2 separate regions of the Mus musculus genome follow, and region 1 is linked to region 2. A link is a contact called in public HiCAR-type data. All regions are on one chromosome and are shown on one strand. The core of a region is the stretch at or near the end of the contact, and the rest is flanking DNA. Distances in the headings are between cores, read along the strand shown. Region 1 holds the start of Mea1 (male enhanced antigen 1). Region 2 holds the start of Mrps10 (mitochondrial ribosomal protein S10).

The links. HiCAR-type assays count read pairs that join an accessible place to other places.
Region 1: a HiCAR-type map of astrocytes shows a contact between it and region 2, with 3 times the contacts expected there. The contact joins the promoter of Mea1 here to the promoter of Mrps10 in region 2. A contact is called at or near these places in 1 of 39 promoter capture datasets (liver), 1 of 484 Hi-C or Micro-C datasets (Sertoli cells), 2 of 115 datasets of contacts at active chromatin or transcription factors (astrocytes and bone marrow-derived macrophages) and 1 of 9 other capture datasets (adipose tissue).

The regions. Positions count from the first base shown.
Region 1 is chr17:46,677,948-46,682,614 of GRCm38.p6, reverse strand. It overlaps Mea1 (male enhanced antigen 1), which reads right to left and starts at 1,494. Exons shown (of 4, transcript NM_010787.2): 1 at 1,410-1,494; 2 at 718-998; 3 at 504-606. The coding sequence starts at 987. Klhdc3 (kelch domain containing 3) reads left to right here and starts at 1,685. Exons shown (of 12, transcript NM_027910.3): 1 at 1,685-1,913; 2 at 3,421-3,573; 3 at 4,122-4,334; 4 at 4,507-4,667. The coding sequence starts at 4,181.
Region 2 is chr17:47,366,542-47,370,954 of GRCm38.p6, reverse strand. Mrps10 (mitochondrial ribosomal protein S10) reads right to left here and starts at 2,068. Exons shown (of 7, transcript NM_001146212.1): 1 at 2,001-2,068. The coding sequence starts at 2,048.

The DNA of each region.
Region 1 (4,667 bases), core at 245-2,744, 690 kb after region 2:
ATTTCTGAGTTCGAGGCCAGCCTGGTCTACAAAGTGAGCTCCAGGACAGCCAGGGCTATACAGAGAAACCCTGTCTCGAAAACCCAAAAAAAAAAAAAAAAAAAAAAAAAAGAACGGGACCAGCTCCTCTCTCCCTAGTGCCTCAGTCAGCCCAAGACCCCCAACACATCATCACGCCCTCATTATTGCCAGGTCTGCCCATTCCCAAGTCTAGTGAGACAGCATTTCACTTAGATTCTGAAGTCCACAAAATCTCAGGTAACGAAATTTTTAGGAATAAAGTGATCTTGTTTGGGGGTGAGGGGGAGAATGGGGGGCATTGTATTCGGTTTTTCTCTGTGCAGCCCTGACTCTCCTGGAATTTGCTCTGTAGACCAGGAGACCACCAGCCTGCCTCTGCCTCATGAGCGCTGGGATTAAAGGTGTGCACCACCATGCCCAGTTCTTACTAGTTTTTGGTAATTATTTCTAAATGAAGGAATGAGCTTTGGTTGTTTTTGTACCTGGGTCCATGGGGATAGAGCTGTGGCTGCTCAATGCGGCGGCTCCCTCCTCATCTTCATCCTCACTCTCCAATGGAGGGTCTGGCAGATGAAGCCCCAGGGCCTGCAGAACCAGAGAAGATAATTTGTTAGGCGCCCCTCCCCCTGCCATTATGATAAACAGCTGTTGGTACATTCCATCTCATCTGCTTAGTAACAGCATCCTCCACCATACCTGGATCCGATCTTGGATGTCAGCAGCTCCATCTTCTCCTTCACCCACTGGTGCCAATTCCACCTCTTCTTGTTCAGGGTCTTGATTGAGGGGCTGGTACGAGTAGCCTGCTGGGCCTGCTCCTGTTTCCTCCTGCTCTTCCTCGGGTTCTTCACTGCTCCAATCCCCAGTTCCTTCTGTAGGACCCTGATGTGGCCCTAAGTCCTCAGTCTGATTGGGGAAGATACGCTCAGGGCCCATGGTGTCTCCCCCTAGAACTACTGCTGCCATCCGGGCAGGGGCTGCAGGGACAGAAAGGCGGGATAGGGATGGGATGAAACCAGGTCTCCTTTCACGTTCAGCCACCCACTTCCCTCTCGCATGGAACTTGCATCTTCCTCCCGTCTCTCCTGCCTCCCTGTCTCAAGTTTGGGTTCTCATATTGAGCTGGAGCACACACGTCTTTAACTCGCCCGATTCCTAAATGAACCGACCACCGGAGGGTTTCACCTCTTCCTAAAAGCCTCTTCCCAGAACCTCGCCCCTCTCACCACGCCCCTCCTCTGGAGGTAACTGCTGGTCGCCAGGCTACCCACCATAGCGCGTCCCCGCCCCTCATTCCCTCTATTCCGGGGGAGTGTAGTACCGCCTGGCAAAAACCCCTTCAGGCCCAGGGTCTCCCCTTCAATGGCCCCAGCTACAGAGTCCCCTACCCGCCCCACTGATTCTCGGCGTTGGTATTTCCTCGCGCCTCACCCTCTCAGAGCCCACAGCCGGACCCGCACCTTCACTTCCGGCGGGGCAGGACATGCTGGGGCTCTTAGTCCTCCAGCCCCGCCCCGTGCCCGAGACTGACGCAAGCGAGGACAAGTCCGCCTCTTGCCCCGCCTCCGCCATCCCCTGCCCGGACCACAAAGAACTACATTACCCAGTGACCCTCAGGCGTGCGACGTGAACTGGTGTTCTGCGCATGCGCACAAACCGGCCCCGCCCACCCGCTCCCCATCTTTCGGCCCTGGGGTAATTCGTGGACTACAAGTCCCTGAAGCTGTCGGGCCGGCAATTCTCACTGCACGTGCGCGTCCCGCTGCCCGCCGGAAGGACGAAGTCTGGCAGTGTTTATCTCGTTGGGGACCGAGGAATCGGTTGGCGGGCAACGGGTTCTAGGCTGCTGGCAGCGCGAGGACCCGCGGCCCCACCCCGGCCCGGCCTGGCAGGTAGCCTGGGATGGGTTGGGGGGATGAGGAAAATTGAAGGGACAGGCGACGCCCATTGCCTACGGCTGGGGCCGCGCGGGAGGGGCTGAGAAGGCTGAGCTGGGGGTGGGGAGGGAGCTAGGGGGATGCTGGGAAAGAGGAGTGTTAATGGTCCGCGAAAGGGTTAGGGGAAAATGGCCTGGAGACGGGTGGGAGAGACCTGGTGGCTGGAGGAAGCGCTGAGAGAAGTGGACGAGTGGGTTCCGAAGAGAATCAGGAAGCTGAGCATAATGGCAGGGGGAGGGGGCAGTGTGGCGTCGTGGGGGAGGGGCGGCTGAGAAAGGTGGACTACAACCGGAGACCAGTCTCATTCACAGAGCGGTATGGTTGGCAGGGGATAAGAATGGCTTGCTTCCCTTCGTGAACTTAGACGAGTTAGAGGGCTCTGGTGTGGACCTTGAAGTGGTGGGAGGAGGAACTGCAAGGCTCTCGGGAAATTAAGAAGGGAAGGGGCGCGAGCAGGGAGGGGAAGCCGACCTCAGGGGCTGGGATGTTGAAAATGGCCTATTGGTGGGAAATGCTGGAGACCCAGAGATAACGTATAACCTCCTGCCTCCGAGTTCTCCTTAGGAAGATGGAGTCTTCCTCCGTCTGCCACTGGGATTGTAGTCTTATCTTTGTGCATTTTCGTTTTATCTGGACTTACTTTCAAAGGAGAGTAAAAGATATGAAGGAGGTTGATAGGCTCTCCACCACCACGTTCTTTCCTTTCTTTCTCTATTTTTTGTTTGTTTTTTTTTTTTGAGACAGGTTCTTGTAGCTCTGGCTAATTTGGGACTTACTGTGTAGACCCAGGTGGCTGACCTTAATTACACAGACATCCCCCTGCCTCCATGCCCCAGCACGAGTGCCTTGGACTTGGATTCTTAAGCTTTCAGTCCTCTTTCTCTGATAAGCAAAAATTGAAGAGCCTGAGTAATGAAGGAACAGTTTAACTTTTGGCTGCTGCTGTTTCACATTGAGAGAGATGGCTACTTAAAGTATACAGTGAAAGGTTGTGGGGGCAGTTGATTCATGAAAGCTGCGTCTGTCCCCTTGAAGGGAACCTCCTTTGCTTGAGGTGCACCCACCCCACCCCCGAGGTTTTTCCTCCCTGCCAAGGATTTTTGAACAGGAAGTGAATGATCACCCAAACCCAGCAGATGTCTCCTGGCAAAGGCATCGCTAGTTGCAAAAAGATTTGCCTGAAAGAGCTCTCAGATATACCTGTTATCACTAGGCTGGCCGGCTGTCTTTACAAAGCCGTGGCCCCTCTCATCTTTGGGGCTTTCTCTTGTCCTGCCCAAAGGTATTTTTGCTTTCTTTCCTCTTTCCAATCTACACTCCTACCCCATCTCTCCTCTAGAGACCCAGACAGGGGCAGGGCTGCTGGAAGTGGCGTGTTCGCTAACAATAGTCCGGCTGAGAAAGTTGAGGGCGCTCCTCCCTGCCCCCGACTCTCAGTATACACATACCTTTCTGGTTTAAGTTTCTAGTCCTGGCAGCATACGAGCCACAGCTGTCAAAGGAACTCCTCGTGCCTGTAGACACCCTGGGTGACCCCAGGGACAACGGATCAGCTTGACAAGAACGCTCTGTGAGGGGCTAATCAACCATGGTTACATGGAGTTCCCTGTCCTAGGTAGGGACACTGTTCTCCTCTGAAAGCCTAAAGCTCCTTTTTACTTTAAAGCACCCATGCCAGCTCTCAGTGGACTGTCTGGGGCTGGCTGGGCTATTAATAGCTGTGAGTATTTTGAGATCCCTACCTTTAAGAGATGGAGGGAAATTCTTAGAGAGGTGGCAGTAAACAGAGCCAGAAGCAAGAACACACCCAGTATGGAAAAGGGCTGGGAGGCTGGGGGCTTGGAGCTTGTTCCAAGCCGGGGGCAGGGTGGAGTTGACAGATGCGGGGGGGGGGGGGGGGGGGCAGTCATGATCACCAGATTCTGAGCTGGCAGTCAGGTTAAGGTGGCCCCACCCTTCACTGTGGGAGAACACAGGGCCAGGGCAAGCTCCTTGACCTCTGCGGCTCTCTTGGGGCAGGGCCAGCCACCTGAGCTGTGATCAGTGTCCCTGTAGAGGGGTGGTGTAGGAGGGCCACTGGGGTGGCACTTAGAGGCAAAGACTGGTTCTGGGCAGCCACCGTGAAGCTCATCTGAGGAACCCGTGGCACCGATTTGTGTACAGGTAGCAGAGGCAGCAGGCCGTGCCGGGGGGGCATGTTCCTGTAACCTGTGGCCCAGGGGATGTTACGGTGGACAGTGCATCTGGAGGGCGGGCCACGCAGGGTGAACCATGCTGCAGTGGCTGTCGGGCACCGAGTATATTCCTTCGGGGGTTACTGCTCTGGGGAAGACTACGAAACACTACGGCAGATAGATGTGCACATTTTCAATGCTGGTAAGCCAGTCCCGTATCTTTCTGGAGTCCCTACACCATGGGAGGTAGTGGGCACCTGAATGAAGTGCAGTGGTGGTCTCTGCGGCAAGGGGGTTGGGTAAGAATGGTTGGTTTGGGACAAGGTGGCAGCTTGAAAGGAGGTTCCCAGGGCTGAGGAGAGCTGTATCCACAGTGTCCTTGCGTTGGACAAAGCTGCCCCCAGTGAGGCCTGCCGTCCGAGGGCAGGCTCCTGTCGTTCCCTACATGCGCTATGGGCACTCAACCGTCCTCATTGATGACACCGTCTTCCTTTGGGGTGGGCGCAATGACACTGAAGGGGCCTGCAACGTACTC
Region 2 (4,413 bases), core at 819-3,318:
AGATCTGGCTGGATAAAATTTTTCTCACAAGTGCAAACAACTCTGTCTCTAGCATTCTAATTTTTAAAAAAGTCTACATCTGTGAGTGTTTCTACATGCATGTACCTGCATGTACGAGAGTGTGGAGGCTAGAAGCTGTTGGGTGTCATTAAGGAAGGATCTCATTGGCCCCAAGTCTCAACTTTTCTTGGCTAGTCTGGAAGGCCAAAAGCTTCAGCGGACCCATGAGCCCCTGGAGCCTCCCCTTGACAGCCTGGTGCTGGCACCCGAACCCCAGACTTGTGCAAGTGCTCTTAACTACTGCAGCCCTAGCCCCTCAATTTTTTTTTTCTTTTTTTGTTTTGTTTTTCGAGAAAGGGTTTCTCTGTATAGCCCTGGCTATCCTGGAACTCACTTTGTAGACCAGGCTGGCCTCGAGCTCAGAAATCCACCTGCCTCTGCCTCTCAAGTGCTGAGATTAAAGGTGTACACCACCACCACGCCCGGCTTGATATTTTTCCTAAGGTAAGTGATTATACAAGTGTGGGCCAGGGCTGCCCATGAATTCTTAAGATACTCTCGGGAGGCCTGAAACCAAAACTCACCATGACATTACTCAAGACTTTTCTGCTCTCATTCTCCATTTGGTGTTCAGTGGAGTCTTCCAGAGCTGCGTGGGTTGTACCATCTAGTAAAAGATGGTATGCGAAAACTAACGAGAGAAAAGCTGCCTTTGCTGGAAGGCTGCGTCCCAGGCTTACTCTTCTTCAAATTTGCTTCTGCTTTGGAAAGCAGGCTTTCTAAAGTGTTAACTAACCTGGGACGATATCGAGGCTGGAGTGATGGCTCGGCAACCCTAGCAGACCACTCGAGTCCCACAGAAGGCTACAAATGGGCTTCAGTGGCAGAACCCTTGTCTGGTGTAAGCAAGGCCCTGGGTTCAATCTCTAGTATGAAAAACAAACTTTTTGGAATCTTTGATCCTTTTTTTTTTCGAGACAGGGTTTCTCTGTGTAGCCCCGGCTGTCCTGGAACTCACTTTGTAGACCAGGCTGGCCTTGAACTCAGAAATCCGCCTGCCTCTGCCTCCCGAGTGCTGGGATTAAAGGCGTGCGCCTCTTGCTTTGGCCTCTCAAGGGCTGGTATTACAGGTGTGGGCCACCACCTCTGGGTTACATGCTGCTGTGGGGCCGACAGGGCCAGCTTTAGGCATTAGGCCCTTGAGCAACCGAGCCACAGTGTCAGCTCTTCCTTTTTTAAAGAATTCGTTTATTTTGGGACAGGGCCTCAATATGCAAGCCAGGTTTTACAAGTAATGCTATTTCAGGGTCAGCCATCTGACCCAGTTCTGAGCATTATTTTCAAAACTACTAAATGACCATTGAGAAGAGTCACAAAAGTTTCAAGACCAAAGTTCTTGAGAACAGCCTGGTTTTTTTGTTTTTAATTTAAATTATTTTTGTGATAGGATCTCAATACATAACCTGGCTGTCTTCGAACCCAGAAGTTCGTCCGCCTGCCTCCTTTCCCCAGTGCTGTGATTCATGCCATGCGAACTCCAGGCAAGTTTTCCTTTTTCAAAGACCCTCTCGAGGGAGATCTGACCCATTCCCCTGACCTGGGAGCTCTCGGGTCACCTCCTCAGCCGTGGAGGCGAGCAGGGCGTCCCAGTGGGGCTGCACCGGGGCTTTATGTGACCCAGCGTTTGCTGGCTCGGTTCCTAAGAATCCGAGACCAGCGTTGTCTTCTCTGAGCTCACGGTTTCCATGGCCCTCTCTACCGTGGAGGGAGGGCTCTGAACGCGTTTTCCTCATCCTTCCTGCTCTGACGTCTTACGGTTCTCGCTCCCGTCTTGCCAATTTATGTAGGGTCCCTCGAGAGAAAAACCTGCCCTTTTCTTGTCACTTTCTAATAACTTCCTCCAACGGAGGATGACTCCGTACGGGTCGGGCAGAGGGTGGCAGCGAGACTCGACGATGACGGCGCCGTCGGCAGCCGGGACCCCACGCCCACCCCTTTACCTGCTGCAGGCGCCGGCACAGAGCCACACACGCTGCGCGCGCCGCCATCTTGGTGCCCTGATCGCCCAGGACCGCTTCCGGGGTCACAGCATTGTTCGCGAACCATAGAGTTCGAAAAGGAAAGAGTGTCTCCTGTGTTCCGACACTGAAACAACCATAGAGACGGTGCTCCTTGAATTTTTTTAAAATTATATTTTAAATTTTCTATTTTCTTATTTATTTACTTATTTATTATTCACTCATTCATTTAAGGTTTTGAGTGGATGCGTCGCTTCCGCCGTCTGGATAAACTCCCAGGTTCTATCTATACGCTGTCTATCCTAAGATCCTATTTGTCTTGGGTGGTTCTGTTTGCTTAGAGACAAACACAACAGAAATACTTGGGAAGGAAGTTGCTGCTGCTACTGAGTCCAAATTCTAACATTTTACCTTATTGCAAAAGGCGTTTCATTCTTAAACTTTGTTCACACCATCGGAATGCCAGGCTTGTTAATGGATTTTTCTAAATTGTGTTTTTCAAAATGCCTTCCCATGCAATTTAGCATAATGGAAGCTCCACACTTAGGCGCTCTGGTTTCTATTTAGGTGGGTGACTTGATCAAATTTCTTCCGTACTTTGAACCCCCTTTTTTTTTTTTTTTTTCTTTCACTTGCCAAGTAGAGATGAGAACAAATCATACTTGCAGTAGAGGATTAAATGAGATTAAAATGCTACATGATAAATGTCATCCTGAATTTGTGACATCTCTTCTACATCCTGGGCCTTAAGAGGTTGTTGGGAAAATGAATAAGGGTCAACTTAATGCGAATGAAACAAAGTATATGTCTTAGTAAGGGTTTCTATTGCTGCTACAAAACAACATGATCAAAAAGCAAGCTGGGGAGGAAAGGGTTTATTTGGCTTGCACTTCCAGATCACAGTCCATCACTGGAGGAAGTCAGGACAGGAACTCAAGCAGAGCTGGAATCTGGAGGCAGGAGCTGATGCAGAGGCCATGGAGGGGTCCTGCTTACTGGCTTGCTTCCCATGGCTTGCTCAATCTGCCTTCTAATAGAACCCAGAACTACCAACCCAGGAATGGCAGCACCCACAGTAGGCTGGGCCCTCCCCCACAGATCAGCAGTTGTGAAAATGCCTTACAGTTGGATCGTATGGAGATATGTCTTCAACTGAGGCTCCTTCCTCTCCAGTGACTCCAGCTTGGGTCAAGTTGACACACAAAACTAGCCAATACTATATCTCCATAAACCATCATGCCAATGTAAAGCTGGGTCTCCCACAAGCAGGCATTAATTCTTATTTGGCAGGCCAGAGAACTAAGCAAAGGGTAGAATGTCCAGATGGCACAACTGATGAGAGATTTATGAATATGGACCACTTTCCTGCCCCTCAGGCGGGCCTATATGTGATCTCTATATGGAAACAGAATCTTTAACTAGTGTGTGGCTGGATTTGGCTATGCCCTACCTGCACAGGCAACCCAGAAGTGTCCTCAGAATTAGCTCTGGTGGCCCCTCTCAGCCAATGATCTGTTCTGACAGTACCCCAACCTTAATCTCTTTACTACCTCTAGACTTTGCATCCATCTCTCCGTATGGTCCTTCATGATGGCTTCTCACCCAGCCTCCAGTCCTTCTGGGTGGTCTCAGCTCAGGGAGTCTACTGCACCCCTAACTAGGGAATGACTCTCACTTAGGATACCTAATCTTATGCTCACAGAAGTAATTGTATCATAATTTTAAGGTGAGGTTCAGAGCCAAGTTGACTTGGCCAACGTCATATGGTGAGGTCCAGCTGAACCCGTAGCCACCTTCACAATCCTAGTTCAAGGACTGTACTACTCTTACAGTGGGCTGTTTCTGTCTATGATGATGTTCAGTGTTGATGTCTCTTTTGGATGAGAAGACTTTAGGTACCCTCCTGCCCACCCCACTTCACAGAGAAAGTTTGATTGACTTGGTTTTATGACTTGGCAGCATGATCTGCTAATTGGAACCAGAGAGGTGTGCTCTAAGCAGCCTTCACTACTAGATGTCCTCTCCTTGAAGGCCCCGGTCTTTGTTTCCATGGATTCTCTCAGCTGAGATTCAGATCTTCCAGGGCTGCTTGTGGCCACTGAAGCTGTGTTTGCATCATTAGATTTCTCCACATCTTATGCTTGAATGTGGTGCTTTTCTGAGAACCCCTCGTTTTCCTCTCCTAAGTCATGAGTCATAAAACTACATTTCAGTGTAATGCCTGAGTGGCAAGTGCAGAAGTTAGGGTCTTAGTTAAGATTTCTATTGCCATGATGAACACCATGATCAAAGCAACTTTGGGGGAAAAAGTTTATTTGGCTTACACTTGCATATTACTGTTCATCATCAAAGGAAGTCAGGGCAGGAACTCAAGCAGGGAAGAACCTGGAGGTAG